Regions from separate parts of the Mus musculus genome. Here region 2 is linked to region 1. A link is a contact called in public HiChIP or PLAC-seq data. All regions are on one chromosome and are shown on one strand. The core of a region is the stretch at or near the end of the contact, and the rest is flanking DNA. Distances in the headings are between cores, read along the strand shown.

Region 1 (2,551 bases), core at 28-2,527:
CTCCTCAGCAACTTAAACTTCAGTTTTTAAATGTAAATAAGAGAGCATCAAACAGGCTCCCTCTATAAGGACCTGTACACAGACTCAATCCTGATTTTCATTCTTTATCGACAGAAAAAAAAATCTGCTATGATCCTAAAAGTATACTAAGAATGCACCTTATCAAAATGTATTATGCATATTTTATAGGAGTTATTATAATAGATATTCCAAAATTTAGATTCATTTAGAAATCTCAAGAAAAATATCACCAAAGGGAATTTCTCCTGACAGCTGTGTAATTTGTTATCATCTCTTTCTACTGCTGGTCATGAATGAAATTTTAGATTCTACTACGCGGAACAAATGAAGCAATTAATGAAAGCATTCAAATTAGAACAGAGGAGGTGGGGGGGGGCGATGAAAGAGGAGGCAGATCCTGTTAAACCCAGTGAGAAGACAAAATAACACCAGAATGTACATGCAACCGATTATAACAGATATCGTAATCGATTATGCAGGTCACTGACTGTTCAGAGGCATGCGAAAACACAGGTACGCACACTCACACACCCACGGACTCAAAACCTACAGAACAGGTGGATCGGCAAAATTCTCCACCGGAGGAAAACTAGATAGTTTTCAGTTTAATTATTAATCAGGCCAGTCTGTCACTTCACCCAGAGGTAAAACCTCAGAGCCTCTTTTTTAAATCAGCTTTGGCAACTCTGCAAGACGCTGCTTCTTTCCAGAAAAGCGAAATCTGACGCACGCCCATCACTGGGCGCGAAGAGAAATCATCTCCTTGCAAGCAAAGGAGGGTCCGGGAAGTATAAGGATTGGGGAGAGGGACCAGAGCTGGCTCTCTGGCGGTCAGAAGTCGGGGTCCGGAGTCTGGGTGGGGGACGAGGGGTCGCGGAGGCGAGGATGCCCTGCCCAGCACGAAGCAGGAGACTTCGAGTGCCAGGAGAGCTCCGAGTCGGAGCGTTCCATCTGAGCCCGAGAGAAGCCCGGGAGGTGTGGGCGCGCAGGTAAGGGAGGGCCGTACCTGGTACTCGGGGTACTCGAACATGTAGCTCATGCTGCACTTGTTTTCCTCGAAGCCGAAGAAGACATCCCACAGCCCCAGGGTCGCCAGAAACACCATGAAGACATAGAACGCCAGATTCCAGAGGTTGACTGAGTGGAGAAACATGGTGCAGACGAGCGCCTCTACACCAGGAGAAGCTCGGCAGCCTAGACAGAGCGAGGGAAAGACTCCGGTGCCAAGCCGTGCCCAGCTGAGCAGCGCGCGCCTGCGCGGAGCCCGCCAGCACCCCCTCCCCTTCGCCTGCCGCTCAGCGCGCCTGCGCAACTGCGAGCAGCCGGCCCGCGGTGCCGCCCACGGAGGAGGGGGCTGTGGGCGTTTGCAGCGTGAGCGAGATTGTGTGCCTAAAAAATGGAATGAGAAAGCGGAGTGGGCTGGGCTGGAGGGCATGGAGAGAAAAGGGAGGGGGCGAGAGGGGCGGGGGGACGGGGAGTGGAGGAAGAAAGGGAGAGGGGGATGGGAGCGCGGGATCCCAGAGGCAGGAGAGGGAATGGCCGGGTGGGTACCGCAGGAATTGGCCAGGGGCAAGGATAACGCCCTAGAGTCCAGAGACTGTTAGAGATTCAGAGCTAACTGGCCAAGAGAGGCGGCACATCAAAGGCGTGTCAGGTGGCTGTCACGCACACCTTCCCCTGCAACAGTTTCAAACCCCATCCTGTTCAATTTTGAACCATCTCGGGCCTCCGCAATTTCGCTTCAAGGACCAACTAGCTTGATTCCAGAAGAGACAAATGGCTTTCCCCCTTCCTCTTAGACCACCGACTTGGGCCCTGTAGGTAGTAACAACACCTGCTCATTGAAACAAAACACACGACAGTCAAAGGAAATCCTGTTCTTGGTGGAAGCCTTAATCAGACGAAGTCTAAAAAAAAAAAAAACAATATAAAAATACCTACCAACATGATGTTCCCAGTTGGTACCTGCAGGACCAGGTCGGCACTGACTTGAGGTGCTCTCCAAGTCCCCCATGTCTCTGGGGACTGGTTCCACAATGACGTTAGAAGAGAATTTTGCTCAAGCTTCCACTCTTTCTCATAACTTAGTTCATTTTGAAGAATTTCCATTTGTCTTTACACAAAGGAAGGGGTTTTAAAAAAGCAAATTAAACCCATTGATAATACTTGTAACAGCTTCGAAACGCTGAAATGTTATGAGGTGTCAGCCCTTAAAGCTAACCAGACAGCAGATGAGTTTTGTGTGTGTGTGTGTGTGTGTGTGTGTGTGTGCGTGTGTGTGTGCACGTGCGTGCGTGCTGCTAACTTCAGAATTTTACTTAGAATGATCTTTGGCACTGACTCAATTTTATTTTATTAGATTAATTTTCTAGCAAATATTTTGAGGAAAGCTGGATAGGATGCATGAAATCAAAGAATTTCAAGACCGAAAAGGAAGCTAATTGTTTATCTTATACAAAACCCTGCTATTCACATCAAGAAGCTACAATCCAAAGGTAAAAGGGTAACAATTTTTTTAACCCTAGACAGA
Region 2 (2,551 bases), core at 28-2,527, 770 kb before region 1:
AATAGTAAACCTTCATTCCAGAAAATTATCTAAAATGTATGTGTATCTCAAAAAAACCAATTACTTGAAATATTAAAACTACCAAAAAATTAAATTAATATCAAAAAGATTAGGTGAAAAGACAGGTCTAAAATTTGGTCACGATTTCCATGGACTAGTGTTTTTTAATATACACAATTTTAAGGCACTGTGATTCAATTTTTATGAAGTTGTTGAAAACCATTTCTGGGCATCTCACTGTGAAGACTGTACCAATGAGAAAGGAGTTTATATCTCTCCATAATAAAACTGTGCTCCTGGAGTTCTAAATTCCATGTTACATATGCCTCCACTTGCCTCGTTACCTCTGCAGACCTTGCTGCTCAAGGCACAGCCTCTCTCCCAGTCTTGAACACTTAAAAAGTCCACACGGTATCAAACCTGCCGGCGAGGTTCGGTGTTATCGGTACCATGTATGTAAACATGACGTCAGCCAAACCCTCAGTGAATGTCACACTGCAAGCTAATGATTATGGTTGAAATTCCTAGGCTTTCAGAAGTATTTCTTAATTCCAACTTGCAAGCTGAAGCCAGCGCTTCTCTAGTCCCAGCACAGCCACGGCCACTAGCCACCAGCCGGCCGGCCGTGAAGTTTCTTTCAACTTTGTCTCCACTCATCTATATCCCGAGAGTGAAGCCAAATTAAGCGCTTTTCCCACGGTAAGGCCGAGTCGGGATAAAGATCCAGACCGTGGCCATGATGTGGCTGTCTAGTCTGAGGATGGGTCACAAGTACAGAAGAATTCCCACTGCTTTAAAGCCAAAAAGTCACGGAAACAGCTGTGGCTCCCCACGCCGGGACTGACAGCGGCCCACGCGATGACCGCAAAGTTTCTCCCAGGCTGCTGGCCGGACGCGTCCACCCGCCCCGACGTGAAGGCGTCCCGCGCCCACAGCACGCGAGCCCCGGAGCCACCCGGAGGACCACGTCGAGACGCCGCGGAGGCTATCGGGCATGGCCGCGCTCAGGGACGCCGGCTCTGGCCTTCGGGCTCGCCGCAGGGTCCCCGCGCCCCCACACCGACCGCTCCGCCGCAGCTCCGCGCCGTCGCGGGTTCTGCCCTCCCTCCGACCGGGCCACGGCTACACGGGCTCACCTCGCACTCTTCCCCACAACGGCTGGTCGCCGTCAGCCAGGCCCCTGTGAGGCGACTCCCGGCGGCGACCGCACAGACGCTGACCGACGCTTCTTACAGTTGAGGTTTGAAAAGTGCAGCCGCGTCTGGGACACTGTACTTCGACACAGACTCCGCCCTCTGCTGCCCAAGAGCCAATCGGAGCGATTACGGAGGGTGGGGTTGTCACGTGGGGGCGGGGCGGGGCGGCGGCCGGCAGCGCGTGCTGTGAGGCCGGGCCTCAGGAGGGGGGCGGGGAGTGGGCGGAGCGCCGAGCGCCTGAAGACTTGGTTGCTGGATGTAGCCTAGAACTGGACAGTGTGCAGGCCGGGTTGGGGGGGGGGGGGGGTCCGCGCCTCTTTTCCCACTTTTTCCACCTTCAGAGTAGTTCCGGGATGTGTAAGTATCGGGACACAAGAGATGAAAGAAGCCGATGTCCGGGCTCTTTGACTTGTGATGATTAAAGTTCTGTGTTTCAAATCTTCCTTGTCCTCTTCCTTACCTCCTGAACCTACCCTACAAATAGAGATTCCAGCTTGCTATGGGTTCTTGAAGCCATAAATAGGACTCCAGGATCCTAGTCTCTACAGCTGGATGTCTTAAGACACTAACTAGCTCAAGACACTGTAGGAGAATCTGAAGATGAACTAATTGCTGGTTTACTGTGGTAGGGGAAATGAGGAAAACTTGTACCTGCTCAATGCCCATTGCTACTTTCTTTCTTTCTTTCTTTCTTTCTTTCTTTCTTTCTTTCTTTCTTTCTTTCTTTCTTTCTTTCTTTCTTTCTTTCTTTCTTTCTTCCTCCCTCCCTCCCTCCCTCCCTCCCTCCCTCCCTCTCTCTCTCTCTCTCTCTCTCTCTCTCTTTCTTTCTTAGCAGTGTTAGAACACAGGGCCTTTCACATGCTTAGCAAGGGTTCCACTTCTAAGTTCCACCCCCAGGCCCCCAGATCTGTTAACTATTGAAGACTGTTTAAAAACTGAAAGTTTCGTGCTAGATACAGTAGGTTTACATACATATAAGATCCTAGGTTACTTATACGTTTATATGTAGCATCTACACATAGAATCTAGAACTGCTGAAGGGTACTTTTTTAGTAGGTATAAAAAACTATTGGGAAAAATTCTGTGAGTGGAACTCTCTTGCTTTTAGAACATCTTAGCAACCATTTTATGTTCTTCCCCTGTCACATTTAACCAAGATTTCTTCAAGCCATCTGCTTGCCCTTCCAAGCAGTGTATGTCCCAGGACACATGCATTTAAAGTTATCAAAACCATTTCATGAGGTCTGTGTTGTTATTTAGACAGGCCTCAGTATAATGTATTGATTCTTTAAGTGTTGTCAAATGGATAATGTTGCATCTTTTTAGCCAGGGAAGCATAAATGTTAAGGTGTCCA

The links. HiChIP or PLAC-seq counts read pairs in DNA pulled down with a chosen protein or histone mark.
Region 2: a contact with region 1 is called in an HNF4G HiChIP or PLAC-seq map of pancreatic cancer cells. The contact joins the promoter of Stk17b here to the promoter of Pgap1 in region 1. A contact is called at or near these places in 4 of 39 promoter capture datasets (cranial neural crest, maxillary cranial neural crest, pre-B cells and 1 more), 1 of 484 Hi-C or Micro-C datasets (uterus), 1 of 115 datasets of contacts at active chromatin or transcription factors (pancreatic cancer cells) and 1 of 9 other capture datasets (adipose tissue).

What each region holds. Positions count from the first base shown.
Region 1 is chr1:54,556,407-54,558,957 of GRCm38.p6, forward strand. It overlaps Pgap1 (post-GPI attachment to proteins 1), which reads right to left and starts at 1,278. Exons shown (of 27, transcript NM_001163314.2): 1 at 1,028-1,278. The coding sequence starts at 1,174.
Region 2 is chr1:53,783,938-53,786,488 of GRCm38.p6, forward strand. It overlaps Stk17b (serine/threonine kinase 17b (apoptosis-inducing)), which reads right to left and starts at 1,278. Exons shown (of 8, transcript NM_133810.3): 1 at 1,137-1,278.